Linked DNA regions of Pan troglodytes: region 1 is linked to region 2. Evidence: chromatin contacts called from public capture Hi-C data. All regions are on one chromosome and are shown on one strand. The core of a region is the stretch at or near the end of the contact, and the rest is flanking DNA. Distances in the headings are between cores, read along the strand shown. Region 1 overlaps RAPGEF5 (Rap guanine nucleotide exchange factor 5). Region 2 overlaps LOC134810413 (a long non-coding RNA gene).

What was found. Capture Hi-C pulls out chosen DNA fragments and counts their contacts.
Region 1: a capture Hi-C map of stem cell-derived neural stem cells shows a contact between it and region 2, with 5 times the contacts expected there. The contact joins two enhancer-like sites. A contact is called at or near these places in 2 of 7 Hi-C or Micro-C datasets (both in induced pluripotent stem cells) and 1 of 1 other capture datasets (stem cell-derived neural stem cells).

The regions. Positions count from the first base shown.
Region 1 is chr6:28,126,076-28,130,471 of NHGRI_mPanTro3-v2.0_pri, forward strand. The region is part of intron 5 of RAPGEF5 (Rap guanine nucleotide exchange factor 5); the gene reads right to left. Among named protein-coding and RNA genes, the nearest start is that of RAPGEF5, 64 kb to the right of the region's middle. Within about 2 kb of position 1,831, at least 7 of the 24 cell types and tissues checked have an H3K27ac peak or open chromatin away from gene starts, as enhancers often do. A contact at or near this core is called in stem cell-derived neural stem cells, where this site is marked.
Region 2 is chr6:27,939,664-27,943,742 of NHGRI_mPanTro3-v2.0_pri, forward strand. LOC134810413 (a long non-coding RNA gene) reads right to left here. Exons shown (of 3, transcript XR_010158355.1): 2 at 3,430-3,482; 3 at 3,001-3,088. Among named protein-coding and RNA genes, the nearest start is that of CDCA7L, 170 kb to the left of the region's middle. Within about 2 kb of position 2,203, at least 6 of the 24 cell types and tissues checked have an H3K27ac peak or open chromatin away from gene starts, as enhancers often do. A contact at or near this core is called in stem cell-derived neural stem cells, where this site is marked.

The DNA.
Region 1 (4,396 bases), core at 581-3,080, 190 kb after region 2:
ATGAAAAAAGACTTCACCAAATGTATATTCTAACAGACAAAATTATCTACTTCTTAAGAACAATCTTATAAACTACATTTTTTCCTAGTTTGGTCAAAGAAAAAAATTGACTAATGCAATTGAATATATAAAATTGTCTCCAAGATCTATTTCCACAAGCAATCCCTTTCAATGTATGCTGTGGACAGGGGGCGGAGGGGGGATTGGAGGTAACTGCCCTGCAGAGCAGTATTAACAGCATCACAGTCCAGCGATTGATTTCAATCTCAGTAACTACAGTGTGTCAGCTGTAACGCCAGCCTTATGGGGCAGGAGGGCTTCTCCCAGCTCATGGGACAGCTGAAAAGCAGCTCTTTAAGAAAGGAAATGCCAGTTGGATCAATTCTGGCATTGCCTTCTTGTTTCTGTAAATGTTATTAAACCCTTTTCCAGAAAGAAAGTCCCACCCTTCAAATCACAGCAATGCACTACAAACCACTGCCTTTACAAAAATTGCAAGATACAGGTATGAAGCAGTGCTGATGTTGTCAAATAACTTAAGCGCTCATGCAGCAAAGTGTTCGAGATGCTTGCTAACAATCTGCCCAATAAAAACTGTGGGAACTGAGCATTATAACTTGGGATCTTTTTTTAATAAGGTTACCTGGATGATGAGTATTTCGAACAAGCTTTATTATTAAGATTCTCTATTCACAAGGCTTCTGTGGTTATACTGAGAACAGACTGGAAACGCTTTATAACCTCAACCACCAAACCAGATTTATGTGATTAAGCTGAGGTGACTGAAAAGACAGGAAATTAAGAACCAAAGGCACTAGAGGCAAGAGAACAAAACAAGGGCTTCTGCTGCTTTGTCTGTGTCTGTAGTGACACATGGGCTGGTTGTGCCTTTTCATGTTTCTCAGGCCCCAACAGACACCCGAAGTATTAGTTAACGAGCATGAGGTATTTTGCACTAGCACAGATTCTCTCATGAATCTGTTTTCAACAAGCTGCTGAAAGGAACTCAAAATTCCAAGAGAAGCTCTTGTATATGAGACTGGTAACTAACAGTTGAGCTGCTGCTGTTTTAGTGACAAACAATTTAGTCCCTGTTTGGAAGCAAAAGTGTCTTTCATTGATCTTCCAGCACAAACCATGCCTTAGCAAAAACATCTCTTAAGGAAATATGTGTAAGAGGGACAGAGTGATGATCTCCCAAGAGCTGTCCCACAGCCCATATCCCACTGTTATCACCTCAATCACCAAGATTTAAGCCCAGAACTCCCAAGTATCTCTCTAGCTTCTGGCTCTCCCCTGAGATTGCCCTGTTTTTCCATCTGCCTTCAAAGTGGCTCTATGTGGCAATTCCAGGAACTTTATTTTCACCCACATGGGTACCTTACAGGCTAATTCAACCTAACTCACACTGAACTCCTCTCTTACCTCCTGCCCTCAGCTCTCCCCTTGGAATCATGGGTCCTGTTCACCCTAGAGCCATCCCTTCCCTCCTCACTCCGGCCTTTGGGAAGTCACCAGATCCTCTCAATTCCCTTCCTTCCCTGCCAAGCCTCTTTGACAGTCTAGGCTCTCAACTTCGCTTGAACAAATTATTTTAACCACCTTCTAACAAGCTTGTCTCTGGTTTCTCTTCTTGTACCCAGATGCCTAAAGATATCAGGATCACCTTTCTAAAACCCAGATCTGGTCCTGCTCTTCTCCAGACTCCAAACCTTCAAGGATTTTCCTCACTTGCCCACTGAGAGCTCTAGAATTCGGAAATGCTCTTCCTTCCCTGCTAACATGCCCCATGCCCCGCTGCACCAGCACGCAACTGTCCCTCACCTGGCGTAAAAGAAGGTCACGAAGGCAGGACTGGTAGCAACAGGCAACAGCAGGAGAGCCTGAAAAGGGGGAAAGAAGAGAGAAGGCAATACTCGGCCACTCTCCTTTCTTTCACCACTACGGTCACTTTTTACCTTAAACCTCCTCCTCAGCTCTAGACTAAATCGCCCAAAAATACCAGACTCTCTTTTCTCCAGCAAATGTACCTTTTACAAAATTTAAACACATCCTGTTTTAATGTGTGTAAATACTTTTCAGTGCAACCCAGGAAAGACAAAGTTCTCACTTATCCAATCAAAATAAATAAGGAAACAGATGCAGCAGAGGAAAAGCAAGTATAACACTTGCATGTTTTCCATTATTACTAAAGGGAGCTGTGCTGCTCGTGAATGAGAGAGAGAGAGAGAGAGAGAGAGAAGCTCTGGGTCTAGTTTGTCAGTGATTAGAGAAAGAAAATAAAGAAACTCTTACTGGAATCAGCAGGTAATGACAGTGACAAGTGACGTAAGACAGAAAGAGAAGAGAAATAGAGTGACCCCTGGAAGGAAGATCCCTCCCTGAGGGTTTATGCCAACAGATGCTCTCCTTTAGGAATTCCCTGGGTTACCTTTCAAGGTCTCTGCTTACCAGTGCCCCAAGCCAGAACTGATAACTCTCCAGGGGAGAGTGCTGAGTCCTGGTGCTCTAGGCAGATGTCTCTGTAAGTTCAAGAGGTCTGCAATATCTAAGGGTGTCACTGTGAGGATGCAGAGATGACAAAAACCTATGGTCCTCCACCCTCATCCCTCTAACCATCAAACTGGATGCATTATCATTATGTCCACTCCTACCCAAAAGGAAAATAACAAAAAGCCCTGCCCTTCCTATAGTCTTCGTCACCTTAATTGATGGCAACTCCATCCTTCCAACTGGAAGTCATCCTTGAACCCCTTTCTCTCATACTCTGCCTTGTATCCACCCTGAAATCCTACTGGCTCTTCAAGACATATCTCTCACCTGACCATGTCTCAACACCTCCATCACTGCCACTGTGGTCCCAGCCACAACATCTCTCACCTGGACCCAGAAGCCAGCATAGTCTTGCTAAAATGTAAGTTAGTTCATGTCCCTCTACTCAAAATCCTTGAATGACTTCCCATCTCACTTAGCATAAAGCCAAAATCTTTTTATACTTAAAAATATGTAATTAACAAAGATATCTATTCAAGGTGTGCCACATGATTATTTGTGAATACACTGTGATTAGCACAATCAAACTTATTAACACCCATCACCACTCATGCTGTACATTAGACCTCCAGAACTTGCTCAATTTAATAAATGAAAGTTTGTATGCTTTGATCAACATCTCCCCATTTCCCCTACCCATGATGTCTATATTCTAGACAAGTAAGTTTTGCTTAACAAAGCAAATTCCTATGAAAAAAGAAGTGGGATGGTGGAAGAATGAGAATTAGATTTTTCTTGAGATCTTTGATATCATGAATACAAACACTGTTCACCTTCTCAAGAGAAGATGATTTTTCACAGCATCCGGCTACTAGTTATGCTTATAGAAAAAATGTACTAAACGGGAATTATGAATGGGAAAGGTTTCATTAAGAGTCCAGAGTGTATAGTTATATATTAATCTAAACTGAATAAAATTAGATTTTTCACATTTGATTTTGAGGATTTGAGTATTAATGTTTAATATTTAATTAGATGGCTCAATTTCAAATGCTAATATAATCAGGCCTAGATGTCCAATTTTTGCAAAATTCCTGTACTACTCTTAAATATAAGTGTACTCTGATAAAGATAAGCAATCTGTTCCCACACCTGAAATAAGCCTTGTCTATAAACAATGGAAATTTTGAAGGACTTAGTGTTTCCTTGGGAGAGGAGGTAATGAGTAATCACAAAGACTAGGACTAGCTGATTTCATAACACTTTTTACAAAAACAGTTTAAAGTAATAAGTGGAAATTTTGTTCACTTATGATGCCAATACAAATCTTATGCCAAGTTCCATCACAAAAATTTTTTGAAAAATACTAAAAAAAAAAAAAGTTTGTTTACCCACACGGTATTTCCTCCTCTCCCAGTGTCATGAGGATCTAATTAGGAAAAGTTAAGTTAGGAGTACAAAGGGTAGGCTTCGGACTTCGGAATAGCAGACTTGAACTTAAGCTCTCTGGCCAGAGAGTGTGAATCCATCACCATTTCAGAAACTAAGGAGGCCAAGGGATGTCTCATGTTGCTAATAAACATCAGGTAGTAAGAAAAAACCAGGCAGGATAAGGAGAACAAAGGAGGCAGAAGTGAGGGGGTGGTGGAGGTGCTATTTTGTATAGGGTGGTAAGAGGAGACAGGGACCTGAATTTTGGAAACCATCACTGTGAGACGATGTTAAGTACATGACTGGGTGAGGGCACATCCAAAGTGAGAGCAGAAGAAATAAGAGAAGTCCAAGACTGACCTCTACTGTGTTTAGAGGTCACTGCTTCAAAATGTAGGTTTCATTATTTAGGGACAGCCAGTCTGAATAATCTGAGGCAAACAGCTCAAGAGATGACTGGCATTAAAAAGAC
Region 2 (4,079 bases), core at 953-3,452:
TTTCTATAGTTTAAATACACATAAAATAAACAGCAAGTGATAAGTCATTAGCAAACATAAAGCGATAAATGTCCATTAAAATGATGTATAACATAACCACATTTATTTAAGAATGGATTCCAGTATTATACAGCAAATTCCAACAATTCAAAAACTGCAATTATTTTGCACTCACCTATTTGTTTCATTTTATTTTTCTTTTACCATGTGAGGAGCACGTTTTTGTGTGACTACATTTATAGAGCAGCTATTAGATGCAGGGCACAGTGTGAGTCCATTTCTGTATGTCATTTCAATTCATCTGTCCTCTAAGTGACCAACTCATCTTGATATGCCTGGGATTTTCTAGGTTTTAGCACTGGAAGTTCTGTGTCCCAGGATGCCCTTCAGTCTCAGGCAAACCAGGACGAGTTGTCAACCTATAAAATAATCCATCATGCAGATGAGAAAGTCAAGGCTCAGAGAAGTTTTAAGAACTTAGCTGAGCTCAAGAAGCTAATTAGGGGTGGGACCTGGCTGTATCCCTCAGAAAATCCGTGCTCTGTCCATCATGTTGTCATGCTGCCTGTTCATGGGCAGGGACTGGTCTCATTTCACTTTGTATCTTCATGCCTGCTGTGATCCCTGGCATATCTGATGAATGCATGAATGAGGTCACCAATACATAATCAAACATTTATTACATAGCGACCCCGTGAACTAACTAAGGCATGCCTCCTCCCATCCTGTGATTCTGCATAGTCACAAAATGTTAGAAAATCCGACTCAGAGATGATGACTTGCCCAAGGTCACGGTGCCAGAAGGATGGTAGAGTGGGAGCAGAACCTGTGTTTCCTGACTCATACTCCAGGGATCTTTCTTTTCTTTTTTTCTTTTTTTTGGAGATGGAGTCTCACTCTGTCACCCAGGCTGGGGTGCAGTGGCGCCATCTCGGCTCACTGCAAGCTCCGCCTCCCGGGTACATGCCATTTTCCTGCCTCAGCCTCCCGAGTAGGTGGGACTACAGGTGTCTGCCACCACGCCCGGCTAATTTTTTGTATTTTTAGTAGAGACGGGGTTTCACCGTGTTAGCCAGGGTGGGTCGATCTCCTGACCTTGTGATCCACCTGCCTCGGCCTCCAAAAGTGCTGGGATTACAGGCATGAGCCACTGCACCCGGCTGGGATCTTTCAATTAGAGCTCTACATGAAATAAACTGAGGGGCAGAGGAAATAATGAGAGACGACTGGGCTCTTTTCAACATCTAGCCGAAGACACTAAAGCAGCTCTGAAATGCCAGCATTTGCACTGTTTAAAAAACCCAAAGATTGGGAACTTATTTTCTTAAAAGGAAAGAAGAGTAACACGGTCAAAAAGGAGTGTTTTCCGCATTGGGAGGGCTTTGTACTGGAAAGAAACGGAGGAACTGCCACATTTGGCACCCAGAAGGATGCTTTTTTTTTTTTTTCTGTGTGAATCCTCCCCACTCCCACCTCAGCCCACCCCGCAACAGTCAAGCTTTGGGTCCAAACCAATCTGGCATCTCTAAAATGGAAGCACTGTTTGGAGACAAAGTGGCCAGGCACTGCCGGCCAGAGAAAGGACAATGCCCCACACCCACGGCCTGCCCGCACTGAAATGCCTATTTATCTCCATTTTTATCGACATCTCTTGGCTTCCAGGCCCTGTTTGTGCTTTGTCCTTGGTCCTTATTGACCTATTGGATTCGGAGGGGAAGCTCAGCCGCAGGCAAATGGGTATTTTAATCCACAATGGAAAACATGGGTTCCTCTAGCGCCACTGGCAGCTCCCAGCATCTTGACCCTGACCTTTTCAGCAGCGTGTGGCCACACACTCTACCCAGGCCAAAGAACGAAAGGGCCCCAGGGCACACACTGGGGCCAAGAAAAGGAATTGAATGGTGGAATGTTGCTGACTTTTCCTTCTGGATCTGCCTTTGAGACTCTTGCATGGGGAAAAAAGGGTGAAGAAGGGGCAGAAACAAAGCTTAGTCTTTGTCTGATTCAGTCTTTGCACTCCCCCTGCCCCCTCCTCTGGCAGGCCATGGAGGCCACACCTGGCACACCTGGGTATGTTCCAGATGCTTATAAAGGTCCAGGGAAGCAGGGCTGCTCAGTCATTGTGAGGATCTGGGAAATTCTCAGTCCTCATGGGTTCTGTGAGCAGCCAAGGTGATCAGCCCTGACAGGATGGTCAGGATGGCAGTGAAGAGGCTTGATTGATTGACAGGTGAGCAGACGATGGGACTCTCGGCAGCCCTAATCAGCGAGAGAGTTGCTTCTGAGCACAGCTCAGCTAATGTCCCATGCTGTTCCGGAGCCTCAAGGAAGGATGGGCTGATGGTGGTCCCAGGCCTCCTAGACCAAGTGCAGCTGGCGCAGACCTCTGGCGTGGTTGACTCGGAACCTGTTCTGGGAACGTGAACTTGGATTCACCTTAGCAATAAGTGCTCAGGAATGTGTTGGAATTGCTGCCAGCTCCTGGGACAGGCAGACCCCAGAACACTGGAAGAGATCTGAAGCCCTGGCACCCCTACCAGCCCCATGGGCTCCACACTCAATCAAGCAGGTCATCGGTTATCTCTACCTTCACATGGCCTGGAAGCCCAGCAGGCAGGGTTTGCTCTGTGATGTGACAATGCTGCTGAGTCTCCTGTCACTCACCGCAGCACCTCTGCGTAGTAAACGGCGTCTTTCCTGGGTCTATGACAGTTACCATAGCTCTTCCAGGACCACAGAAGTACCTACCTTGTTCTGGTTTTGTGATCAACACTGATACCTAAATGTAAAGAAGGCAGCCGGTGCTTGAGGGGACATCTAGTGTATTGGGAGGTGAGGAGCAGGCCAACTAGTTCAGAGGCTCTGACTTGGTTGGAGAGGGGTAAACCCAGGTGTTACGAGGGTGCTTGGTTGGGGGGAATCTGGTGTAGGCTAGAGGGGCCAGTGCAGGTTTCCTGGGGGTGCTGAGACCTGGGGCATGAAGAAGAGTTACTTACGTGAGGAGGAGAGAGGAGATCCAGGCCAGAAAGTCCACATCCACTACACCAGAAGCTCCACCCGTTCCGGAACCACACTCCCTGGACTGGCTCTGGAATGTACACCCATGTTTAGCACAGCGCCTCCTAGTGTTCCCAAGTCCCCACTCGCTACTTGGCTGTTGAACAAATAAGCTCCAAGGTCTGGAGGTGAGTGCCTGAATGTTTTAGCTGGGCTGGAGTGGACCTGAGGAAGGTGTCCCCTGGGGTGTGGGGCAGGGACAGGGAGCAGAAGCCAGAGGTGAGGCTGGGGAAGGACAGTGGCTGGGAAGTTGCTTTTGGACACTTGCACTTTCTCCTGAGGGCCAGCGGTCGGAGTGGGGGAAGACTGGAGACCTGCTTCTCCATCCTTTCCCTGCCCTCACTTTCTTCATTTTCTTAGGAGCCAACAGACCTGTGCAAACCTCAGCTTTCCCCCGTTCAGCTCCTTTTCCATCTTCTTGATTTCTGTATTTTAAAAAAAACAAGGCTGCATTATATTGTAGGAGAACAATAACCCACTGGACCACATCCTGGTAAGGAAGAGCTGCAAAGCCATGGCCTCATCACTGTAGACGTAAGCTTCCAACAGTGCCCCAGTGTGGCATTTGATTTAACTCAGCCCTTCAAAAACATGCGTTTCTGACTTAAATTCTGCACACCATCACCATATCCCCAGCAGATGTCGCTAACGTCTCACATTTTGGTCATGCCAGCAGCACGCATCTCAGGCAACAAATATTTATTAAGCAGCGAATGTGCATTGTGCGCCCGGCTGAGCACTTTGTAGATAAAAATTCCTGGGGCATGACCCAGGACATGAAGAAAAGTTACTTAAGTGAGGAGGAGAGAAGAGATCCAGATCATTTTTTGATGACAAAAGAAGGTAACATAAAAAAATAATGGACCGTCTGAAAAGTTCTTTCCCATTGAGGTACAAGTTTGTTTCTGGCTATGCAATGTGAAATTGGAATTGAATGTCTGGGACCACCTCAAAGCTTGTTTCAAAGGCCTATTACTACGTGTCTTTTAGACAGATTTTATTTCAGCTTGCCTAATTGAAGC